Regions from separate parts of the Mus musculus genome. Here region 1 is linked to region 2. A link is a contact called in public HiChIP or PLAC-seq data. All regions are on one chromosome and are shown on one strand. The core of a region is the stretch at or near the end of the contact, and the rest is flanking DNA. Distances in the headings are between cores, read along the strand shown.

Region 1 (7,077 bases), core at 4,501-7,000, 440 kb before region 2:
CACCATCTCTTACATCCAGGATAAGGATGCATAGGATGTCTTGGCAGATACCCTTGAGTGTCAAGAATGCCTAAAAGACACTAAATACCAGGTTCATGGTAGGACTGCTTCACATCCACCCTCAGGCTTCTTTCTGTGCGGATAAAACTGTGTGCCATTGCCAGGGCTGAAGCGATGGCTCAGCTGTTCAAGGCTAGGCTCACAGGCAAAACTGTGGGATCATGAAGGATCACAGAGCTGTCAGTGTTGTGGATCCGACAGGCAGGCTAACCATGGAGTGATGGATGCAGATTTGATGTACAGCACAAAAGGTCTAAGAAAAGAGCAGAGCAGTGTTCTCTTACTTCGGTTTCATTGTACTGACCATCTCAGCTTGAATTATGGGCCAGAGGAAAGCATATATCAGGAAAAGCCTCGGGTTTCTAAAGATGCAACATAAGCACAGAAATCAAACATTTCAGTGGGGGAGGAGCTACACATTTCCTGTGCTGTACTGTGTACTGTTTTGGTAATTTCAAATGACTTTGTAAATTTGAGCTGAAGAGTAAGCAGCAAAAGTGTAAGGGATTGTAGAGAAAAGAATTGACCGACCACATACAGTTTTTTGGGGGGTGTTCCTTGTTTTCTTTCTTTTAAAGCAGATTCATTCCTCGCTTTCTGGTCACTTGCAGGAGAAGCTGTAAAAGGCTTCCCTCACTAAAGACTCAAGGCACTCAAGACATCCCTGTTTCATTTGTCCCTAATCAGAAACACATGCGCAGTGTTCCCTGTGGAGGAGGATGTGACGTTTTACAAAGGCAAAAGGGAGGTAAACATTGCAGCTCCGGGAGCGCAGTGTAAAGTGCTCTTCAAGGCTCCTACAGGCGTGCCACAGGGGCACAGTGGCTCTGTCATCATCAGAGGTCCTAGCTACAGCAGCAGAATGCCATCCTGTCAGCTGTCAGCCTGCCTGTCACCTCTCAAAAACATCCATGTGAGGAGCTGCAGACGGAGGTGCAGTGCATTGTGGGGCAGCTCATAGTGGGGCTGCACCTTGTGGAGCAGTAAGGTGCTCAGATCATCATGGGCTGTTAGCTAGTCCTTTGGGCCTTGTCCTTTTAATATGGAAGCTGCTGATTCCTGCACCTTCTTCCCTCCAGCATTCTAAGACAATGAATCCTCTAAGCCACGTTTTGGCTTTTCAGGTCTCCATCAGTTTGGGTTCTTCTTTTTCTCCGGGCCATATGCTTTAAAGAAATAGAAAATCTAAAGGGATATTTTGATGTAACTCTCCCAGATGTAGCAGAAAGAGGGCCTTTCTTCTCAGATATTTTGAAGAACTGGGAAGGAGATATCAATCAATCAATCAATCAGTCAGTCAGTCAATAATTCAGAGTCAGATCATCTGCTGCAAATTCCTGAGACACATCTAGTCCCTGTAAGAGCTTGGGCACCATCCAGGGAGTCCTGCTTTTTAAGTTCATGAGCAGCACTGACAAACTGACTGCCTTCATGAAGCAGAATCAAAGGTCAGTAACTAACCCCCAGGTCTGGTGCAAATTGATTAAGTGACCTCACTGAAGTGATAAGCAGTCTGTTGCCTAGTTCAGTGAAGAGGAGAGAGGTCAGTGCTGTTTTAGGGTCAAAAAGCATCCAAAAAAGTCAAATAATGCTAGCATTATTTGAATTTTAAAATTAAAAATTTTAATTTATATTTAGCATAATTTATACAGAGTATATAATAGACTTAGAAGTATTTATAATGTCGACTTTCAGAAAATGAAAGGGATACTCTTAATATTTTATTTAGAATCCCTGTATCTTGCTTCCCATGACCCTTTATTCTTTCTTTCTGCTTAGGCAAGGCTGCATTTGCCAGGCTTAATCTCAGGGGCCAGCTAAGCAGCTGACGCAAGGCAGAGTCTATAGAGTATGCATATATTTTACTTGACAGTCCAAGGAGTGCATAACAGAAGTGACACGTTTAGGTGCTGCCTATTGGAGGACATGTCAGCGTCGGTGCACTAATGCCATATTAGACAGCATTTCAGAGTGTCAAGTGCTATGACCTATCCCAAAATAAAAACAGTGTCCTAGAGAGTACGCATCTGGGGTATCTCAGGGTTTCCATTGCTGTGAACAGACACCATGATCAAAGCAACTTTTATAAAGGACAGTATTTAACTGGGGCAGGCTTACAAGGTTCTGAGGTTCAGTCCATTATCATCAAGATGGAATGTAACTTTTTTAGTTTAGCATTGTTTAATACATATGAATAAAGTGCTCTTTTGTAAATATATATATATAAAAAAAACCATTTAACATACTGAAGAGGCAATGTTTAAAAACCAACCTGAGACCGAGTTCAGACATAACTGAAAGACAGCCAGGTTTCAAGTTTACCGGCATTAGAGGGTCAGTAAGGGATGCGAGCAGTCTTCCTAGATGTATAGTAGACACAAGCAGGGTTCCGTTGCCTCCAGGTTAGCATGTGAATACTTTTCTCTGCAGTTGCTGTACTAATTTTGAGGACTTTTGTGAGTCTTGATTTAAGGCTTTCCATTGTCCAGTTGTCTTTTCTCTCATCTTAAACATTATTATTCATTTCCTTATTGTGTGCTACCACACGTCCTTATACGTGGTGGGTGTCAGGTCTCCCCTTCTTGTTTCCACTGGCTCCCAGGGCACAGCAGGTGAGGCATGCTGGGATTGCAGATGCACATCTGTCCTGTCGGCTTCATGGCCTTTAGTTATGTGACTCAGCTCGTCAGGCTTGCCCAGCAAGTATGCTTACTCTCTGAACTGTCTGCTTAGTCTCTGTCTACCTTTTCTTCCATGAGGAATATTTCATGGGAGGTTGAACTCAAGGACCTAAGCATGTCTGGAATGTTATTTTACCTTTTACTAGTAGAACTTTGTCCTTTTTGTTGGAGACTTTAGTAGTAAGTTACTGAAGAAAAATAGTATGTCCAAATCAGTTAAGTGATACTGGTAACTAACCCTGTATTAGGGTTAGAGTGTATCTTCTTGTTACAAAGAAAAAAGGTGTGTTGGGGCCCAAATCACAGTGCTTCAGCATGTTCTCTTACTTGGAGATGGGCTCTTACAGTCGTCTCTGGTTTAACAGGAAGTCAGTGAGTAGCCCCTTCTCTGCAGTGACTGTGCCCTCCTACACGGCATGTCCCGTGAGGACAGAGGACAATACCTGAGGCTAGCAGAGACCATGGGGCAGATGCTTTCTTAGTGCTCCAGAGGTAGCCCAGGGCACATGGCCCTGCCATCATGCTTGCTGGCTTAAGCCTCTAGCAGGAGGGTCTGTTTTAAACTACCTGGCTGCAGTAAGCTATGAGGGCAGCCCTAGCAGTATGCTCTTTGTGGTTTTGAAAGCTGGTTATAATAGTTTCTATTCATTGTGGGGAAACATTTTCTTGCTTATTGAAAAAAAACGTTCTTTGAAATTATTCTCAGTTATTTTTTCCTTTTAATAATAAAGCAGTGTTTGAATGTTTTAAATGTATATCAAATATGTGGGGTTTTAAATTAGCATTTTAACTTCTTTCAGTAGATTTAATAAAAATGTTTGTAACAAAGAAGAAATTATTCTAACCTCTTAGATTGAAGTGGCACAAGTTAATAGCTTTTGTTTCCAAAGCAACCCATGATTTTACTGACTTGTTTTTCTGGTTTAAAAAAAAAAAACAAAACAAAACACTGAAGAGAAATAGTTAACTTCACAGTGGAGAATCCTGGCAGGCAGCAGCTTAGTGACAAAATTAACATCAGCGGTGCTGCAAAGAAACATGGGCCTTGAGTATCCTGCTCTGAGAGAGGGCCATTGAGTGTCATCCTCAAAGAGGTAGAACTTCTAATTGTTACAAAGCATTAGACGAACCCCAATCTCTGGTTTATATTCATCATTGAAGCACAAGACAAAAGTTGTAGCTGACTGAAGAAAGCTAAAAGCACAAAGTTCAATGTAATAAAGGATTCTTGAATCTTGGGACAAGGAATGGTGTTAATAGGAAATAGGATTAATGCCAATAATTTTTTGCCTAGTTAAGGTTAATTTCTTGGCTTTGAAGATTGATCTATAGTTGTATGTAAGATATTAGCATAGGAGGGGCTATGGAAAAGGAACATAGGGACTTGCTGTTACTTTTTCAGTTTTTGTGATTATAAAATAATCTCAGAATAAGTACTTAAATAAAAATAAGCTAGGTTGGTCATGCATGTTGTAATCCCTGAGTTGAGACACTGAAGCAGAAAGGCTCCAGAACATTGGCACATACTAAGTCCAAGAACTAAGCCACATACTGAGTCCAAGGCTAGTGTGTGCTACGTTATGAATTCCTGTCTCAAGAAAGAAAATAAATGAATGACTAGAATCTACTTGTATTCCATACATCTTTCTAAATATTAAGACATAAGGCTGCAGTGGCTCCAAATAAGAGAATACAAGAATGAAATGAAGATTATTTGTGGAAAAATGTTCTGTCCACACGAACTAAAGAATTCTTTTTGTTGTTTGTTCATTAAAGTTCAAATTTATATCTCCCTTACTTTGAGTTTCAAATACGTAAGCATTGAAATGGTTAAGAATTCAATGTATTAACTGATAATTGAGTTATTCCATTGATAGCATTTCAGTTATGTTTGTTTTGACCTATATGCTCCCTTATTGCTGATCTATATGGGGTGTAGCTGAATGAATGCCAGTTTCTAGGATGAGCAGTGCTGTGCAGATTACAAGCCAGAGACTGATTCCGCAGTGATGTAAATCACGTCAGCAGTGTAAAGATGTAGGCCTGGAGCAGCAGCTCTGTGCAGCATTGAAAGATCGAGAGCAGCTCTGGCACGCAGAAAAACAACCTGTATAGAAAGCTCTCATTGGGTTTTGTTGTTTCTGTTTTTAAAGATTAGATGTTTCCCATACTGGTTTCTTATATCAGCTATGTTTACTGTTGACTTTTGGACTTTTACACAGTGATAGGAGACTTTGCACACAGGCACTTTAGGCTCGGGATTACTTCAGTCTGTCTGTGTATCGTTCTTTGCTTCCGGTGAGGTGGAAAGACCTTATTGTTCACGGAGAGTAACAAACGTGCTTGGTAACAAAGACTTTTATAATACCATTCCTCATGACTGACACATTGGCGTTTGTGTGTCACCTGATAGACTTGAAAAGTTGTGCTAAAAACTATCCAGCTTATCATTTAAGAATCTTAACATTGCCACTGTACATACATTTTCATTATCTAAGTTGTCCATGGTTATGTATCATCAGTTAAAACAAAAACTAAAAGTGAAATAACATTTGCACGCACAGCATGCAGTCTGAGCATCTTCGGTCAAAGGAGTAATACTGCCTTAATCGTCTAAGTGTGCAGACATTTTCTCTAAGAAAACTCGTTTTTAATCAGGATACTTTGATTTGGGAGCATATATCAACATTAGGTATATAGATGTAGAAAAAAATTACTGTTCCAAAACTAGAACTTTCTAATATTCAGATACGCTCGTTCTATATTCAGGGAGTTCCTCGATCCTCTGTGACATGTTCTGTGTCATGTCCTGCTCTCTTGGTGACACAGGATAAGCTTCACCTGAAATGTCATTTGTGTTGTCGACTGTAACAGGAGCCAGCATGCTGTCCCTATCTGTTATCAATTTAAAGTTCCCATCGTGGAACGGGGGAGGTGGTGTAGTATCGTGAGAACCTTAGCTGTGATCTCCAGCACACATTTAACAAAAACAGGCATGGTAACGCATGCTGTAATCTGTGCTGGGGAGGTCAGGGCAGGCACATCTGGTGTTCATTTGCCACCAAGCAAATCGTAGAGTTTTAGGTTCAATGAGAGACCCTTTCTCAAAACATATGTTTGAAAGTGATGGAGAAAAAGTTAATGTTGAACATGCATGTGGACATGCATACAACAGACACACACTCACTACAACACTCAGCATGAGAGAAGTAATTCCCTTGTGAGTCAGAGCTTCAGATTTTAAGATGGATTACAGCTACGGGCTTCCACTTGGCCCTGGCAGCATCCGGTAATCCTTACAATAGTTTTTTTGCTGTGTAAAAAGGTAAAAGTTGCAGTACAGATACTGGATTTGCTTCTGTGAATAAATAAACCTCAGTGAAGATGTTATATTTTTAATGATTTAAAGAATGGCTCTTGCTTGATTAGTTTAGCCCTTTAAAAGACAGCTGCTTTTCTGTTGCTTATAGTAGGTCCTGAGATCGTTGCGTGTTTTGTACATAGTAAAAATTAAGAAATGAATTTTTCCTGCATAATTTTATATCCTAGTCATGGTATAATATAAATAGATTTTGAATAATAATATTCAAAAACATATTTGGGGAGATAGTAAAGAACAGATAGGATTATATAAAACAAGTCACAGAGAAGAGTCATAGCATCTCGGAGGTTCCGAAGAGCAAGCGAGAGTGTGAGGAAAGAACCACAGTTGGTCGCAGTCTGTCAAGCCCTCTGGTGGCCTGGCTGTCCAGGAATGGGGAGGCCCTGGGATAGTGAGACCCCATCCCTGCTTGTGGAGCCTGTCCTGGCATACAGTCCACTCTCACTGAGATGTTAAACCGTGATGCTATAGAAGTAGGAAGGGGGAACGAACAGGATAAAGTCTTTAAGAGGGCTTACATTTGTAGGAAGGAAAGGAAGACCCAATAAAGATATCACACGTTCAGATCTTCTTTTTATTGTACTTTTTTATAGTTAAAAATCTTTTAATGTGATCAGATATGGCCCTGATCTTTAATTGTTGCTACAGGAGTGATAAGCATTCAGATATTTTATGTTTCTGCCCATGAGATTAAGATTTAGCTCTTTTGCTCCTTCAAAATAATGAAATTAATGCTTAATTATGTTTTATGCATGTTTTAAAGCTAATTCATTAGTTCTCATAAAATTGTTTCTGTCAGTTTTAGCCATCACTAATTTTAGTGTTTTCAGTTTTTCATAATTTGGGAGCTTAAATTTGTCCCACAGTTTTTTGCTTTTTGTTTTTTTTTTTTTTAGTTAAGCCATGGCTACATGCATACAGCTGGCAGGTACAATTGAACACTACCTACTTTCT
Region 2 (7,175 bases), core at 732-3,231:
CTGACCCCTGTTGTTGAATTAGGGAAGGCTGAAAGAAGCTGAGGAGAAGGGCGATCCTGTAGAAGGACAAGCAGTCTCAATTAATCTGGACCCCTGAGATCTCTCAAACACTGGACCACCAAACAGCCCCCAACACACATACAGTAGAGGACTTCCAGGCCTGTATTCATTCAGAGATGATGCACCTAACTCTCAAGATCCTGGAGGCCCCAGGGAGTTTAGAGGTCAGGTGGGGTGGGGAAGAGGTGTGGGATGTGGAGCAGTCGGAGGGTGCATGGGGAGGGGTGGGGAATGGAATATGGAGTGTAAAAAATGAATTACAAATAAAATTAAATTAAAAAAAAGAAGAAAAAGAAAGTGTGGTCTTATTACTAAGTTGCCCAGCTATCTGAAATAAAAGTTCTGAATAGAACTTATATGAATGTAGTTGAAAAGCACTCAGGAAAAAAAAAATATATATACACACACACACATACATACATATATATGCACAAACATACAAACACACACACACACATATATATACATATATCACACACACACACATATATATACATATATATATATATACACATACACACACACACACACACACACACACACATATATATATATATATATATACACACATACACATATATACACATACACACATACATATTTGTATGTATATATACTGGAGCACCCATGCATCCTGGATACCATTCTCTGATGTGGTGATATTTTCTCAGTTTCATATGGCTCTACTGAAGGCATGGGCAGTGGTGTATTAGACAGTCCTCCACTGAGTTGTTTATAATAATTTCCTTTTCATCCTATAGTTGGGAATCAAACCCAAGCATGTCTATTCTTTTAAAGAGAAACTTATTCTCTCTCTCTCTCTCTCTCTCTCTCTCTGAAGGTCTCTGGCTGGCCTAGAACTCACTACTAAGACCAGGCTGGCCTCGAACTCATAGTCTTTACTCTTGCCTCCGCATGCTGGCATTAAAGGCGAGTGCCCTCTTAGCCCCTCTCCCCGTCTGTCTTCCTGTTTCCCCCATTTATTTTTATGGCAGATGTCTCTTGCTTACATCCCTGCCCTTGCTTCTGATCTTTATCCACTGGGAGATTTTGTGATCTGCATTTCAGGCTCACTAACAGTTCATGGAGTTCGCTCTTCATAAGCTCCTCTTTTGATCATCGTTCACCCTCAGCTAATTTGCTCAAGTGAAGAGCGAAATCCCAGGAGGAGATTAGCAAGGAGGACACATTTGGCGCTCTCAGACAAAGTGTTACTCAACTTGATCCTTCTCTTCTCACTCAGAGGGACGTTTAGAATGGAGTAGTAAGTTCTTTGATATTTGATATTTAACAATCTCATTCTTTTGTTGTTTTCTTAGTTTTAAAGAGCTAGGCTGAAGTTAAACACTGATGTAAAAAAAAAAAAAGAAAAAAACCCCAGCAACTTTTCAATTGCTCAAGTAGAGGAAGGTAAGGCTGAAAAACAACCACAGCTTGCTTGCTGACCAGTTCTTAATTTAACCCCCATCTTATCTTTGGTATTTTGAGACCCTTTTAACTCTAGACACAGGCCTGGGGTGTGTTGTAGCTCAGTGGTGAGGTTACCTCCCGGGGGTGAGGGCGTGGCTTTGATCCCCAGCACCTGAAAAAAAGTTAAAACAAATCGAATACACTCACTTATTGTAACTTGTGGGTTGATCGTGTTTGGGAAGAGGCTCAGAACTCTTCCAGGCCCCCGCTCCTGGTTCACGTCTCCGGCACAGGTTATATTCAGCCTTGCCATCAACAGAGTCTGTGGTATTTTTCTTTCCTTGTTGTTTATTTAAAGAGCCACGGTGAAGCACATCCACAGGCCCACGATGTAAACCCTGCATGACTGCTTTGTTTGACTTAATGAAGATGTGCTTTGGACTCACCTCTTCCCTCAGGCCTCACCTCTGCCCCCGACAGAGTGTCAGACCCTGAAATTTATGGGCATTCTGACCTGCGGGGCCAGGAAGTGCATGGGACCGGAGAAGGGGGATAGGAGGGAGATTGGACCCCAGTGGGGGTCAGGGAGGCACATACCTGCGTCTCTTGTTTCCATAGAACAGTTTTTAAACTGCAGAGGTGGGCTATTCTGGAAATGATCTTAGCATGTGAATGTCTGTTTAAATGACTTCTCTTCCATATCATTTAATTGAATGGGGGAGGGGACTTGATACAATCAGAACACTTCTAGTAGCCGCACATGTCCAGGCAGACATGATGTTACAGTACATGATCTCTTTTAGGCTGAATTTTACTGCAAAATATTTTTTCTTTTTTTTTTTTAAGGACTAATCTTGCCGTCCCTGTTAAGCTACAAGGCAGAGAAGACTGAAAGAGGCCTTAGAGGAAAGCTCTGGATTTAAAAATATTTTTAAATGGTCTCATTGAGAAAATTTCTCAAATGAGAGTCACCCTCGAATGAATGAACGAGGGAGTGCTCTACCAAATTATGCGGACACAAAGAAGAGAAGCAGCCATTCTATCGGAACAAATGCAGCCCGCTTTGTTTGGGAGACGAATCATTCTTGCAGCCTGTTTGGAAATGTCACTTTTAAGTCAATGAGAGTTGTGTCCCTATAAGAGGGGATGTGAGACCCTATTATATTCATCAAGATGCTATGTTTTTGCCTCTGAATAGTTTCCACAGTGCATGGAAATTCCTGTTTGGGGGTGGGTGGGTAGGGACGTCCCTTTAATGTCCTAAACTGTTTTCAGGTTTTACAAAGTCCTTCAGTTGCCACGTTTAAAGGGCAGACATGACCACACTGGAATACAAGCCAGCCAGCTACAGAAGTTCTGGGGTTTTTTGTTTTTGTTTTGTTTGTTTGTTTTAGACGAGCTTTTTGAACCCTTAGCATGGTGAAAACAGAGTCCTTGGTTCGCTGGGGAGCTTGTCCTCCAGAAGCCATGCAGGGCTTACCGTTTTCTCTCGCTCTTGGGGATATTGTTACCTACTGTAGCTGGGTCCTTAATGGGGCTAACCAGAGCAGTGGTGTTGTCCAGCACATCAAGCGTTTAGAGGTCGGACGGAACTCAACTCCATGGGGAATGCAAGCCATTGCCAAGAAGTAACCTGATTGGCTGCCCATTAGTGCTTCCGGGCAGCAACAGTCATGTGACCCTCTTGCCTCTGTCCCCCAAAAGATCAGTAAGTTCACAAGGCCAATTTGCTTTGTTGAAAACAGTGGTCACTGTTTTAATTACTGTAAGAGACTGCAGGCTGGCTGGGCAGTGGTGGCGCACGCCTTTAATCCCAGCACTTGGGAGGCAGAGACAGGAGGATTTCTGGGTTCGAGGCCAGCCTGGGCAACACTTCAGCCCTACCAAACTCCTCAGACAGATCTAGTTAAACGTGAAGTAACGGATGAGGGGGGCATTTTTATATGAACTACACATGACTTTTTAAGAGACAAATGCCCTCTACAGAAACAGGAAGAAAGCTTGCATGGAATGGAGCCAGCCTTGCTTAAGGACAACTGAGATCCTGAGGGCAGAGAGCAGCGGAGGGAGAGGCAGACGCTTTCCTCTGGGAACTCGGTCCAGAAATGGATGAGGACCGACCTCTGGTACTCAGCCCCTTAGGAGAAACCTGGAGACTTTGATCCGACCGAAAGGTCTACCTCCAAAAGGAGAGCAAAAGGCATTGCTTGACAAAGATAAAACTCTCCACGCACCTTTTTTGGTATTCAATCTCTGTGAAACTTCAGAGCTTAATAAACTTTCAGTATGTGGCCAGTGTGGGAGTCAGAACCAGAAAATACATTTCATGTCCGTATTTCTCAGTGGGCCTTTAAGGTTAGCAATAGTGTAGATGCAGTTCCACATATTTTGGTCACAAATATAATAATATTATTATCATTTGTCATTGTAAAAAGAATATTAAGAATAGTACAGAAATATATGTTATGTTTTACTATGTGCCAGGCACTGCACTAAGTATGTGTACATTCATGCTTCAAGCAGTTGCCAAAGGATTGATCTTGCTAGATCTGTTTTACAAGTGAAAAAAACCTAAGCTGGAGGAGTTGCCCAAATTACCAAGATGTTTACCTTGGAGAAGGCAGTATTTGGATCTTGGCTGTATAAACTCTAATGTGTTCAGTTTTACTAAGGTGAACCCAGAGCATGTTCAATTTTAATTAAGTAGAGCAAGATCCACAGTTGAGCGGAGAGGCAGGTGGGAGAGATTACTTCCTGGTTAAAAGTTGCTCTTCCAGAGGGACCCTTTTGATTCCCAGCATACACGGTGACTCACAACTGTCCTTAATGCCAGTTCCAGGGGTTCCATCACCTCTTCTGGCCTCTGTGGACACCAGGCAGGTATGTGGTAAAGGCAAAATGTTCATCCACATTAGAAAGAGAAAGAAAGCGAGGGAGGGAAGTTAAAGAACATGAGTGTGGTTACAGCACCTTTAAAGGTCGATCAAGCTTAAACTCAGGCATGTTGAGCCTAGACTCACGGCAATTAATGTCTACGATATCACAAAGAACATACATATTTCTCACGGTGTTGAGAAAAAGCATTCCATGTTCACGTTGAGTTTTAAAAACACGAGGCCTGAACTGTTTTGTCTAAATTCTTCATTATAAGCAAGTGGTTTTTATCACCTTGAGATCCTCTCAAATCCAGGGCCACGGCGGATGCTTGCACCTTTGGTTGGTCTGTACTGCCCCCTAGTGGTTAGCGGAAAACACTATCATGCTGTCTGATGACAAAGCATCTTCAGATATTCCTTGTAAATCTGCAGAACAAACGTACGTGTGTGTGTGTGTGTGTGTGTGTGTGTGTGTGTGTGTGTGTGTGTGTGTGTGTGTGATTGCACTGGTGCTTTTAGTAAGATTTGTGTGAGAAAAATACACAAGGATTAGAAGTTATTTGGATATGAAGTGTTCTTATTTTCACTCATCTCAACAGTATGTGCAATGTAGAAATCCAGGCTATCATGTGTGCTCACATGCTTGCATGGGGAGGTGTGTTGCTGGAAACTCACACATTAAGTTTTCAATGATCCTTTGGCTAGGTTAACAAATACCCATGTTGGACCAGTTGTAGCTGAGACACTAGGCTTCAGCGTTGTTGCCCAGAGCTTGCCAAAGACTGCATGAAGGACTTTTGGAGAACACTGTTAACTCTGAGAAATCAGAGCATCAGGGGGTGGGTCACTCACAAAAGATGCTGCTCTACTGTGCCAGGAGAAAGAAATGCAGGCACATTTGAGTGGTTCTCCCCCCCACCCCCGCCCCAGCCAGAGACTCATTGCAATGGAAAGAGTCAGGTCCAGTCAAGACTTATTACCTCTTAGCCATTTGCCGTTTTTTTTTGCAAAAGAAAAACTTGGGACGTTTTAAGGAAACCCAGAAGGAATTTATGGTGAACTACCCAGAGAAGAGTCTTGAGTTTTGTTAGCTTTTTCTGTTTGTTTGACAGCTGCGTGCTGAAGTAGCAACAAGGAGAGTATTAGACCCTTGTCCTCATTGTGAAGTGAGACTTTTTATGAATCTGCCAACCTCAACCTGATGCTTAACCTTAACTAGTTTGGAATGCATTGCTTCGTTGGGAAGCTTTGCTTCAAAGTGAGTTAAATATGCTTCGCTGAGTGTGAATAAAGACAACCGTGCTTACCATCTGAAAGGTTTATTTGGGGCAAATCTTCTTTTTTTTTTTTTAAGGGAATGGAATTTGTATTTTATTTATTCTACACTTATCCAAATATAAAGATGAGCAATATATTTAATTATAATGTATAATGTACATGTGGCAAACCTTTTATAAAAAGTTGCAGTGCCTTTTGAACTGATTTTTTTTTTTAGAAATATGTTTTTCATTGGAATAGAATTACATTTTCCCCTCTCTGGCTCCTCCCATGTGTCCTTCCTCCAACCGTTTCCATGTCCCTCTCAAGGTGATAGCCTCTCTTTCTTTTATTATTACTGTTGTATATGTGTATATGTATGTATGTTTATGTACAAATATGTATAAATACAACTTGCTGCATCTGCTTTTATTGGTAGTGTGTATATGGTTTCAAGATTGACGACTCTGCTTTGGACAACCAATAAGGGGCCATATCCCTGGGAGAGGTTAATTTTTCTCTTCTTTTCCCACCATCTTTGTGTGTGTGCGTGTGTGTGTGTGTGTGTGTGTGTGTGTGTGTGTGTGTATGAGTGTGTGTGTGTGTGTGTGTGTGTGTATGTGTGTGTGTGTAGGGGGTGAGACACCATGAAATTTCCTGCCTCCTGTGTTACTGTGGCCATTGGTATTACCATTGTTCCCGTCTTGCTTATGCAGCTAGAAAGACTGTCCCTGCAGACTTCCTGGAATTCTGGCTCTTACAGTCTTTCCACTCCCTCTTTTGTGGTGTTTCCCTGGATGCAGGAAGTGTGATGTAGATGTATCCGTTGGCCTGGGCTCCCCACCATTTGCTGATCTCTGTATTGTGTTCGGTTGTGGGTTCTTGTGATGGTCTCCATTTACTGTGAAGAAAGTCTTCTTCAGTGAGGGGAGGTAGCGACACTTAGAGCTGAGGATTTGGATCTCAGGAGAGGGAGAACATAAGGCATTTGTCTTTCTCAGTTTGGGTTAAAATAGTTCTGGAACTAAATGAAAATTAAAACACCACATAACGAAACCTCTGGGATATGTTAAAAGCAGCTCTAAGAGGAATATGCATAGCTCTAAGTGCCTATATTAAAAAAAATCAGAATGAGCTCAAATAAATGACTTAATAATGCAACTCAAGAATTTGAAAAAAAGAATGTGGGACAGTGGTCATGCATACCTTTAATCCCAGCACTTGGGAGGCAGAGGAAGGCAGATCTCTGGGCTCAAGGCCAGCCTGGTCTACAGAGTGAGTTTCAGGATAGCCAGGACTACACAGACAAACCCTGTCTCAACAACCCCCCCCCCCAAACTTTTTTAAAAACAAGAACAAATCTTAATGTAGTAGAAAGTAGAATTAATTTTTAATTAATAAAAATTAAAGCAGAAATTAATGAAATAGAAACAAAGAGAGCAACATGAAGAATCAACAAACCTAAGACCTGGTTATTTGAGAAGATAAACAAGATAGGCAGACCCTTGGCCCAACTAACCAAAAGAAGAAAGAGAGGATGCACATGAAAAGAAAAAAATCTAAAAATATCAA

Evidence for each region. HiChIP or PLAC-seq counts read pairs in DNA pulled down with a chosen protein or histone mark.
Region 1: a contact with region 2 is called in an H3K27ac HiChIP or PLAC-seq map of embryonic stem cells, with 7 times the contacts expected there. The contact joins two enhancer-like sites. A contact is called at or near these places in 1 of 484 Hi-C or Micro-C datasets (cranial neural crest) and 3 of 115 datasets of contacts at active chromatin or transcription factors (differentiating embryonic stem cells and embryonic stem cells).

The regions. Positions count from the first base shown.
Region 1 is chr2:59,986,419-59,993,495 of GRCm38.p6, reverse strand. All of the region lies in intron 4 of Baz2b (bromodomain adjacent to zinc finger domain, 2B), which reads left to right. Among named protein-coding and RNA genes, the nearest start is that of Gm13572, 47 kb to the left of the region's middle. Within about 2 kb of position 5,750, at least 14 of the 459 cell types and tissues checked have an H3K27ac peak or open chromatin away from gene starts, as enhancers often do.
Region 2 is chr2:59,539,202-59,546,376 of GRCm38.p6, reverse strand. No RefSeq gene overlaps it. Among named protein-coding and RNA genes, the nearest start is that of Gm39831, 31 kb to the right of the region's middle. Within about 2 kb of position 1,981, at least 22 of the 459 cell types and tissues checked have an H3K27ac peak or open chromatin away from gene starts, as enhancers often do.